Regions from separate parts of the Sus scrofa genome. Here region 1 is linked to region 2. A link is a contact called in public Hi-C data. All regions are on one chromosome and are shown on one strand. The core of a region is the stretch at or near the end of the contact, and the rest is flanking DNA. Distances in the headings are between cores, read along the strand shown. Region 1 holds the start of IQCA1 (IQ and AAA domain-containing protein 1). Region 2 overlaps IQCA1 (IQ and AAA domain-containing protein 1).

Evidence for each region. Hi-C and Micro-C count contacts between places; a contact is called where the count stands out from the background.
Region 1: a contact with region 2 is called in a Hi-C map of mesenteric adipose tissue, with 2.2 times the contacts expected there. The contact joins the promoter of IQCA1 here to the enhancer-like site in region 2. A contact is called at or near these places in 12 of 47 Hi-C or Micro-C datasets (alveolar macrophages, embryonic fibroblasts, fetal heart ventricle and 7 more) and 1 of 2 datasets of contacts at active chromatin or transcription factors (skeletal muscle).

What each region holds. Positions count from the first base shown.
Region 1 is chr15:136,319,127-136,324,729 of Sscrofa11.1, reverse strand. IQCA1 (IQ and AAA domain-containing protein 1) reads left to right here and starts at 2,005. Exons shown (of 19, transcript XM_013984621.2): 1 at 2,005-3,334. The coding sequence starts at 3,324.
Region 2 is chr15:136,183,463-136,189,086 of Sscrofa11.1, reverse strand. The region is part of intron 15 of IQCA1 (IQ and AAA domain-containing protein 1); the gene reads left to right. Among named protein-coding and RNA genes, the nearest start is that of ASB18, 70 kb to the right of the region's middle. Within about 2 kb of position 2,001, at least 17 of the 83 cell types and tissues checked have an H3K27ac peak or open chromatin away from gene starts, as enhancers often do. A contact at or near this core is called in mesenteric adipose tissue, omental adipose tissue, retroperitoneal adipose tissue and 2 more, where this site is marked.

The DNA of each region.
Region 1 (5,603 bases), core at 756-3,255, 140 kb before region 2:
ACCTGGAGGGTGGCCTTGGATATAGAGTTGCTTAACCTGCCTGAGTCAGGATCCAGGTGTGTAAAATGAGGATGAAAACATTACTCAACTCAAAAAATCAGTGGGACGCTCTAATGAATATACATCAGGTCGTAAGCAGACCCTGGCGTGGAACAAGCGGTCTGTCAGTGCAGCAACTGGCAAAGCTCGTGGGACACAATCAGAGGACAACTGTGTTTGTTCTGCTCTGTAGAGTTTGGAAGACCTTGTTTCACTGTCTTGCACGGAGTACTCGCTCTCCTTTTAACACGGCTTGTATCTTCGGGTGTCTGGATTTCATCATCAAGAGTTTTATTTTCTAGAAAAGCTCATGGGCTGTAATTCGCATTGAATGTCGCCTACCCGGCAGCCCACACGGCCTGATTGGTTTTTTTAATCTACCCTTCTCTCGCTCTTAACGCAGGTAAATGCTGGTTACTCTAAGACAACAATGGCAGTCACATCGCAGCTGGTCCTTTTTTCTGTCTTGACTTGTTACCGAGGGAAGCTGTCATGTCTAGAGCAGCGGCAGACGGAAACTGTCCAACTTCCTAAGGATGACTGCTCCAAAGATGGGAAGACCACCAAACACTGGTGATGTCACCACGCTGCTGAAATAATCAGCTCCAAAACAGCCTCGTCGGTATGCTTGTCATTAAGGGAGATGGTAGAGCCTCTCACGGTTTAAGCCATTGGACACTGGCTTTTCTATCTCTTGCACTTAAAAACAGGCCAGTTGACACGTGAGCACTGTATTTCCTAAGAGTGTTCGCATTTTGGAATCTTAACTGTGATGAGTGGCAATATTTGTGGTTCACGTTTCCCCCCAAGAACGGTGTAAATACCACCACCAGTGTGAGGCCAGCCACGGTCCCTGCACCACTTCTCCTTGAAGCTCAATAACATGCCCAGGATATCTCAGGGGTGGGTTGTCCCAAGTCAGTTTTTCCTGGAACATAGTGAGAACGTTTGATCTGCAGGTTTCATTCATCTCAGAAATGTTTCTTTCTATCTTTGAAACAAATTAATCGGAGGTCTCCCTTTCAGGAACATCAGCTCATCCTTTATAATTTGCTTAAATGCCTTTCTTCTCTACGTTCACTGCAGTGGAGTTCAGCTTTTCCTTTAAGTCAGTCATTCAAATGAATTGTGCCCCGTCTATTTCTAATTTGGTTCCTCTGTTGAACTATTTCTGATTTTCATTTGTTTCTTTTAGCTATAAAAATCTCCTTTTCTTTCTTTCTTTTTTTTTTTTTTTGGCCCTGTCCACAGCATGAGGAAGTTCCTGGGCCGGAGACCAAAGCTGTGACACAGCAGCAACCTGAACCGCTGTAGTGACAATGCCAAATCCTTAACCCACTGTGCCACAAGGGAGCTCCCATAGAATCTTCTTTTCCTTCTCATTATGTTGTCTTATATTCTCTCCCCGCTCTTATTCTGTTAAATTGATGTCCTTATTGCCTTGTTCTATAATATGGAACACATGTAAAGAATTTTTTTCTGTTTGGTTACTCTTCCTCCAGGCTCGGCTGCTAACCTGTCTCATCCACGCCAAAATCCTTTTTTTCCCTCCTCCTTTTATTGAAGTCCTGGATTTGGATAGAGGCTATGCTGCTTCTTTCCATCTTACACGTATGTATTGTGGATTGCTCTCTGCAAATCTTCTAGTTGTTCAAATATACTGTGAGCAAATTCTCCTTGGCTGTTCTCACACTGTATGAGAATGAGTTTGACAGCTGGGAGATGGCATTTTTACTTTCTCGAGCCTGGATACACAGTGAGGATAAGGACTGACCACTGAATCTTTGCAAGGTCTGGGCTCAGCTCTCTTCTGGATTCTGGTAAACTCCCCTACCACCATTCCTTACCTTTGTCAGGAGGGCATCCTGTTCCTGTGACAAAATGTCCTTCTCCTTTGAAACTCTGCCTCCGTTTGGTGTAAAGTCCTAGAAAATGGCAAGCGCTAGTGATTTTTTTTCCTAGCTCTTGATGGGGCCTGTGGACAGCAGCCAGTATTTTGACTGGTGATGGTTTTATCTCACCTGGATTTCCCAGGTGGCTTGCTTCCTCTTACTCTACTCACCTTTCACCTCACTTCTCAAATTCCTGTCTTCTTTACATTAGAAAGTATTAGTGAGCATCCTTGGTACTTTGTCTACCTGGCATCTTGCCCCAGGGGATGAAATTAGATGCTGTTCTCCGGCGCAGGCTTCTATCTCACTGAGTTGTTTTGAAGTTTATGGTATGAAGTTGTATTTAATTTTTTTCTTTTCTTTTTTTTATTTGCTGGTTTTTACTATTCTTTTATTCATGTCATAGTAATTGCGGTGTGGGAGAACGGTCCTATGATCCAGATTTATTATAATTTTTACGTGTTTGTCCTCTACACGCTGTTTCAACCGCAGTCCTTCTGAATGTGTTCCTGTAGGAACTGCAGATTATAAAATCTGCAAATAAATCCCCACGGTTACCAAAGACGACAGAACAATGAAAGCAAACACTCGGAGCGACTTGCTAATGAATAACAGCCACACCTTTTATATTTACGGTGTGCTGTTGCCTTACTCCATTTTCATTAAGCCCCAGCAGGGCAGCATCTGCCTCTCCGCCCGCACCCGCAGATCTAAGTCTGAGCTTGGCCCGCAGCAGACACCCAGAAATGTTTGGAACGAAGAACGACTGTCACCCCCCCTTTACAGACCGGAAGACTGGGGTCCCAAACATTGAGGACCTCGTCCAAGGCCACATATCTGAAGCTGGAAGAAAATGGGCAAACGGGAAAGCGGGACGCAAGGCGGACAACGAGCGTACGTGGGACCGGGGCCTGTCGGGGAACGCGCTCTGGGCGGATCCCCCGGGAGGCGGTGACTCGGACCCGCTCAGCCACCACCTGCCGGGCAGCTTCCGCCCCAGTGGGCCACGCGGTTGCCAGGGAAACAGCAGGAGCGCCACGCAGGCGCAAAGCATGCAGGGGCGGAAAGCGCGCTGGCGGCCGAGCGGACCCGCGCTGCGCAGGCGTAGCGTCTCCGTTGCTAGGTTCCGCCTCGCCTCTGGCTCGCGGCCATAGTAAGGTTCTGGAGCCTCGCGGTGGAGAGGAGAACGCTGGAATCCCCCTCTCTGGGGCTGTTCGCACCCCTGGCTATTGCTTTTCCCTTTTCTAAGTGAGAGGATATCCCCAGTCCCAGTCCCTCTCCAGAAGGACCTTCCGCCAGCGCCTCTGGTGGTCTCCTGACTTCTGCAGCCAGCTTTCAGAGGGCGACAGAAGAGCTTCCAGGCGGGCGAGGAAAAGAGGGAAAGTAGCCAGCATGTCGAACGCGTAAGTGATGGGCTGCGGGGCCGTAGCTATGGGGTAGGTTTCTCCAAAGAAAAAAGTCTTGCCGTGCTTCTTTTTCGTTTCTTCCCACCACTCCCCACCACACACACACCTTTTTGCGGTGTCAGCAAGTAAAGATACACCTCAGCATAGAGTATCACCTTCTGTGGACAAAGAATGCCATACATTTCTGTCTCTCAACTCCCCCTCCCGCTGTCACCGCCCCCATAGAGATGAGCTCCTCCAGACCCATTGCTCATGCCCACTAAGCCCTTATGGATTTTTTTTTTTTTTGTCTTTTTAGGGCCGCACCCGCGGCATATGGAGGTTCCCAGGCTAGGGGTCGAATCAGAGCTGTAGCCACCAGCCTACACCACAGCAACGCTGGATCCGAGGCATGTCTGAGACCTACACCACAGCTCAAGGCGATGCCAGATCCTTAAACCATTGAGCGAGGCCAGGGATCCGACCCGCGTCTTCACGGATGCCACTCGGGTTCATTAACTGCTGAGCCACGACAGGAACTCCTATGGATGTATTTTTGAAGAAGCCGTGCCTTCAGTAATTCAGCTCATTGGTTTTGTTAATCCTTCCCAGTGATATACGTTGCTTTGTGAAAACTCTCAGGCCCTGTGTTAAAGTTAAGAAGACTCTTGAGGAAGCTTTTCCTACTGCTGTGCTTTTCCCCCGGGACCCCTCATCAGGTAGCAGTGGCACCAGAGTATTCGCCTAGCCCTGTACCAGTTACACGGCACCAACACAGCAGTTCTTTCCTAAGAATCATCTCAAACCTATGTCGTAGTGCTGACTCCGTGGACCCTGTCCTGGGTGCTTGAGATATAATAACCCCGAATCTTCCCAGCACCCTGTAATGTCAGCACTGTAGTATTATCATTTCCTTATTTATACATGAAGACTCTTGGGCACCAAGAGGCCAAGTAATTCATATTCAACAACGACTCAGTGCCAGCCATCACTCCAGCTGTCACAAACCTGAAGTCCAACTATCACTAACCAGCTTTCTAGGCCAGGAAATGAGAGGCTCAGGGCTGGCCGAATTTTGCGGGTGGGGGAGATCAGGAGTTCGGTTTTGGATGTGTTGAGTTGGAAGTGCTCTCGGGACGTCAGCTGGAGATAAGTAGCTGTTGACTTGAGTTCAGATGAGAGGTCTGTGCATGACATAAATCCGACAGCTGTTGGCACAGTCGGTCTTTATGAGACACGGGATGAGTGTGGACGGAAGAGAGAGAGGGGCTGAGGACTAAGACTGGGGTCATCCGGTGGGATGAGATGGGGGAGATGAGACCAGCAAAGTAGTCAGCGGCAAGATGATTGAGGAAGAAGCAGGACTGTGGAAGCCAGGAGGGAAAAAAAAGTTTCTCGGAGGAGGGAGTAACAGACTCCATCAAACGCTGCCACGACAAGCGCGAAGAGAGCTGAGCGTGGACTGTGGATTTGGCATGTGGAGTCCAGCCGTGACCTTGACCTTTCGTGGAGAGATGGCATGGAAGGACTGACGGGAATGAATGGAGGCGAGAGGGGGAGGAGGAAAGTCGTGGATGACGCAGGGCTGACTTTTCAGAGGCGTTTAGCTGTTGCTGGTGGCAGGGAAATGGGGTCTGGAGACAATTTTTTTTTCTTAAGCTGGGCAACAATAGCCTATTTGTTTGCTGAGGAATGGCCGGGGTAAAGGAAGCGGGCTGATAGGGGAGGAGGCGGGAGAAGTGGGCTGACATCCTTGCCTGTGAGGGCAGGCCCCAGCAGGCAGCTCCAGCTGCCAGCTTCAGAGACGGAAGCCCAGGTTGTTGACTGCACGAAGCGCAGAAGACCTGGTAAAGATGCTATGTGGCGGGTAGGTGTCATGACGGGGCCTGTAAAGACCACGTAGGTGGTAGACGATGGTGACCCTGAGGGCCATGGGGGATGCCACCGGATAAAATGAGGTTCAAAACTAGGGAGTGTGGGGGCAGGGAGGGAGGAACGGGGGCCTGACCCCACTCCATGCCAGAGGTCAGAGGGCTCTGGGACAAAGGGAGGGAGGGCTGCAGGGAAGCTGTGTCCCCCCTGAGAGGGAGAGCCAGGCCTCCCTGAGAATGCCAAGGAATATTCCAGAAGGACAAATGACTCGATAGTATTAGAAGAATTTGAAGGTTTATCGTGTCTAATGAGAATTCCCATTTTGCAAGATTTTTGTATCGAAGTACATAGTTATGTCTGAATATTCAAGTCCTTTTTCCCCCTCCCCCACGTGTGCATTCCCCCTCCCCCACCC
Region 2 (5,624 bases), core at 752-3,251:
CGAAGGGCTCGGTCGTTCCCGGAGTGACTCGAGGTCAGAGCCGAGGACATGATCCTGAAGTGCTCACGCTCAAGCAATCACCTGCTCCTGCTGCCGAGATTGTCCTGCTATCAGACAAGCCGCCTCGGTGTTTCTTGGCATCGTTGCAAACTGATGTCACACGCACCACAAAGCGTTGAGTGTTGATTATCAAACGGGGGACAGCACGTTCCCCCACCCAGGCCACTCCACGTCGGGGGGCCTGACACACCCTCACTGAGCTTCACCTTTACTGTGTATTTAACTGATCAATGAAAGGCCCAGAGGGGACTTCCCGTCGTGGCGCAGCAGAAACGAATCCAAGTAGGAACCATGAGGTTTCAGGTTCGATCCCTGGCCTCCCTCAGTGGGTTAAGGATCTGGCGTTGCCATGAGCTGTGGTGTAGGTCACAGATGTAGCTCAGATCCCACATTGCTGTGGCTTGGTGTAGGCCAGCAGCTGTAGCTCCGATTTGACCCCTAGCGTGGGAACCTCCATATGCCATGGGTGTGGCCCTAAAAAGACAAAAAGAAAGAAAGAAAAAAGAAAAGAAAGACCCAGAGGTCTCGGGAATGGAAGCCGTTTCATTAAAAACCACGGGCATGAGGCCACTGAGTCCTGGCCTGACTGAGAGCAGCTGTGGGGGTTGCTTTTAATTAACCAAAGGAAAGCAGGATATTATGCTCGTGCTGGCCCATCAGTGCCAGGAAGCCCCGGCGCAGTCCTGTGACGTGCACGGGGGTTGCAGCAGCTTGAGAGCAGCAAAATGCAGTTAGGAGGCACCTGCTGGAGAAGGCGAACCAACAGGAGGGCCCGGTTACTCGTCCCGTCTTCTTATGGAGAATCCCTCCCAGCAAATTTGTCTCTGTAGAGCCAAGAATGCACCACTTAGGAAACATCAGACATCGCTTCTGGCTGGAGGTGTTCACTGCACCCACAGCACCCTGTACCCATGAAAACACGTCTTTGAAACGAGTCTCTGATTTGCTTCCCAAGCACAAATTCAAATCCACTTTGCTCCTGTCCGTGGGGAGGGTTCCTTTATTTACACACAATCACTCCAATGGGCTCCTCGAAGACATGCATTGAGGAGGCCACCAGTGGCTCAGCGGTTAAGGATCCGGCATTGTTACTGCTGTGGCTCCGGTCGCTGCTGTGGTGCGGGTTCAATTCCTGGCCTGGGCAGTTTGGGCATGCTGCAGGCTCGGAAGAAAAGACGTGTTTACTCTACAAGTAAACAATGGTCATTTAAAATTCTCTTCTACTAAAGCTGTAGGTGGAAAGAATATACATCTGTTTAGCTAGGAAATATTAGAAATATTTCTAACAATTAAGAAACATGAGATATTTAATAGGTATTTTGTGGGCAAAAGAAGTTATGAAGGCATGGCACCAGCCTCGCGGGGTATGTGCAATGGTGAATCGGGGATGGAGGAGCGGGAAGGATGCTTGGTCTCCGCTGGGAGTCTGGCACCTTCTAAGGGGTTTTATACACCCTCCCCCTTTTAATTGCCCCACTCCCTGATAGGCAGGGATTAAGGTCTCCATTTGACAGACAGGAACACTGAGGCTCAGAGTGCTTACTGTGACCCAAAGTACCAAAGAAGGATTTAAGCCTCAGTCTGGCTCTGAAGCTGTCACCTGGCCCCCAGCTGGCCTCTGGGGAGCAAAGGCTGTGTCCTGCCTCGTGGTGGCCTGAGGGCAAGGTCATGTCTGCTGGGGACATTTCAGCCTGAGAAAGCGACGAAAATGGAGGCCACAGCATCCTGTCGGCAGCTCCCACCGGGTTCCCCGTCTTCCTGATCCCCCTCCCGACCATCCCGGCCACCCATGAGAAGGCTGAGAGAAGCCAGCGGGGCCCAGGACAACAGGCCAGAGCAGAGCGTGTGCATCCCGGGCCCTGGGCCTGGGGAAGGACGTCCCCTCCTTCCTGGAGTCCTGGCTTCCTGCCTTTGTAAGAGCTCTGGCCGCGGAGGGCTGGAGCCAGAGGGAGGCTTCAGAGGTCAGGGCTGATGAGACTGCCCAGCCAGGGTCCAGGCCACGAGGCCCGTACAGGCTGGCAGATCGGACAGAAGGGAGCCAAGGTGCTGCTCGTGCCTCGGCACCACCCACCGGGGCTCCTTGCCAGGCTCACGGCCAACAGCCCGTGGCAGAAGGCCAAGCGTTCCTGCCCAGATGTGCTGGTGTAAACAGCTGGACCAGGAGTCGGACGATGGGGAGCCCGGCCAGGACCGTTTCTGTAGCTCACAGAGACTTCTGCTCCTGCTTAGTAACCCAAACAAAGACATCGCTGCTATTCGTGGGTAGATTTTTTTAAAACACCCACACAGATGGATAGTAAATGTAATAAATATGTTAGTCCCGCCTTTACAAGGTGAAATTCAATCAGGATAAACCAAAGACCTACACCTGACCCCCAAAAAGCAGCTGCTCGGGTGAGAGAAGGGGGGGGATGTGGAGAGGGGGGATGTGGAGAGGGGGGAGGAGAGGGAGGGAGGGAAACAGAATTTCGCCCTTTTGTGCAGCTTCAGGCATGAAAATAAAGGAATTGGGGGCTGGTGCCCGTGAGCCCTGAGTGGGCTGTTGTCGGAAAACCAGGCAAACAGGTATCAGGGCTGTTCTCTAAGCCAGACTTCCTATTTTAGAGCAGTCTTGGGCTCCCAGCAGAACCGGGCCGCAGCCTCAGCGCGTTGCCAGGTCCCACGGCCGCACGGAGGATGGGGCGGCCCCAGACGGCAGGTGCCTGGGGCGCCGTCTGCAGTGAGCGGACCGGGCTGTCATCTCGGTGAACGTGGTGGGCATCTGCTCTTGGTCTGTGCTGGGCGATGCGGACGAGCTGGGCCCAGGTCCGTGTCACAGGCCTTAAAGAATTTTCAACCACATTGGAAAGGCTTAGGGCAGGGGTGCCGGAAAGGTGCCCGGTGGGGGGAGTGCAGCCCGGCACCAGGCGTTGACCCTTGTGCTTCTGAGTTGGCATAGAGTTGGAGCAGGCGGCTGTGAACCCATGAGGTTGGCGTAGCTGGGAGTGGGCTGGCCGAAGGGGTACCAGGGGACCGTCTGGACAATCTGTAAGCCTGACACCTGTCACCATCCAGCTGCCTTCCCCTCGAATTTGCCTGACCATCAGCAGTGGCATCAGCATGTTTCTGTCACCAGCGCTGACCTGGTCGCCCCAGATCACCTGTCACAGTCCATCGACTGGGCCTGAATCCCCCCCGCCCCCACTGCCCCAATCCTCTCCTCTGCCTTGGTTTATCTGACTCTTCAATCCATCCCTGCTCTTCCTGTGATTGTCATTTATGGTTTGTCCCAGCTAACACCCAGTAAGGACTCGAAGGTACTGCTGCTGCTACGTAAAAGATCATGCACGGAAATAGACATGTTAAATATTCTCTTTCTTTTTTCTTTTTGTCTTTTTTTTTTTTAAGGGTCGTACCCAGGCATATGGAGGTTCCCAGGCTAGGGGGTTGAACTGGAGCTGTAGCCACTGGTCTATGCCGCAGCCACAGCAACACGGGATCCGAGCCTTGGCTGCAACCTACACCATAGTCCACGGCAACACCTGATTCTTAACCCACTGAGCGAGGCCAGGGATAGAACCGCATCCTCATGGATCCTAGTCAGGTTCATTTCTGCTGAGCCACAATGGGGACTCCTTAAATATTCTTTTCTTTTTACAATGATTTTTATTTTTTCCATTGTAGCTGGTTTACAGTGTTCTGTCAGTTTTCTACTGTACAGCATGGTGACCCAGTTACACATACGTGTATACATTCTTTTTTCTCACATGATCATGCTCCATCATAAGAGGCTAGACATAGTTCCCAGTGCTACACAGCGGGATCTCATTGCTCATCCATTCCAAAGGCAATAATTTGCATCTATTATAACCCCGAACTCCTAGTCCATCCCACTCCCTCCCCCTCCCCCTTGGCAACCACAAGTCTGTTCTCCAAGTCCATGAGTTTCTTTTCTGTGGAAAGGTTCATTTGTGTGGTATATTAGATTCCAGGAATAAGTGATATCATATGGTATTTGTCTTTCTCTTTCTGACTTCCTTCACTGAGTATGAGAGTCTCTAGTTCCATCCATGTTGCTGCAAATGGAATTATTTTGTTCTTTTTGATGGCTGAGTAGTATTCCATTAAGTATTCTTTTGAAGTGATGGAAATACGGGACAGGATGTCTTCACATATTCAGTATTGAAACAGAATCCAAGTGACTATTGTTTGGAAAGTGAACCCCAGCTCCTCCCCAGCAGGACAGCACCTTGCTGGTGGCTGTCTGGCTGCCCAGCCACTCCCATTCAGACACAGGAGGCTACACACTCTGCAGGTGGGGACCACGTTTCCCAGGCAGTCCTGCATCCCACCATAGATGCTCAGCAAATCTCTGTGGGACGGGCGGATGGACAGGTGGACGGATGGATGGAAAGGTGGATAGATTCTCCTTTTCAGTTTGGTAAACTTAAGACGCAATCATAGAAAGACATAGCTGGTTTTTCCTGGGGTTCTCTATGGCAAGCAAAACAGGACACGTTCAGAAAGAACTTCCAAAGCTTCCAAGGTCATGTGGGCAGATCTAGTGCATACTTCAAGCGTGCCAAACACAAACCGGTTTTCATTGTTGAGCCACTCTGCCCCAACCCAAGAGAATTTAATCCTAATGGCAGATGTTGAGAGCATTTCTTTGGAGAATACAGAAGATCAAATCCACGAAATTCACACCAAAAGTAACTGTCTGACCGAACTTCCCAGAATTTGAAAAAGCACGTGTCGGTGGAAATGCAACTTTAGTCGGGAAGTGATATTCGATGGGGCTGCAGAGCCCCCTACTGGCGGCCGCAGGAAACGGTCCTCTGTAACTTCTGAAAAGTTCAATTATGAATGAATTACATTTAATTGCCCATGACCTCAAACTATCTGGGAGTAATTTAAATGAAGCCTTTTCTGCTAAATGAAAATTAAAAGAGCAAAGGATACCATTTTTCATTAACAAATTGGCAAGGAGTTTTTTATTGTTAATACTTGTGGAGGAGAAGAGTGAAAAACAGACCCACTTGTTTACGGCTGGAGAGTGTGAAGAGAGGGCCTCCGGGAAGGCAGGTGGATGGCACCGGTGAAAACGGGAAGCACTGGCACACACCCAGATCTAGCGACTTCGTGGACCCAAAAATGCTCACCTAAGCGCCCTTCAGTTTAGCAAGAAAACAGAAAACCATCCATATGTTCAAAAAATGAAGGTTAGATCGATAAATTAGGGGATCCCATGTTAAAATGATTTGGAGAAATAAATTTCATACTGAAGCGAACAATTTGATTTCCTTAAAATCACATCGAGGAGTTCCCTGGTGGCTCAGCAGATGAAGGACCCAGCGTGGTCACTGCTGTGTCTCGGGTTTGATCCCTGGCCCAGGAACTTCTGCTGGTGTGGCCAAAAAACATATATAATTAATAAATAAAATCACATTAAAAAAATCGGAGTTCCCGTTGTGGCTCAGTTGTTAACGAATCCGACTAGGAACCATGAGGTTCAGGTTCGATCCCTGGCCTTGCTCAGTGGGTTAAGGATCCAGCGTTGCCGTGAGCTGTGGTGTAGGTCACAG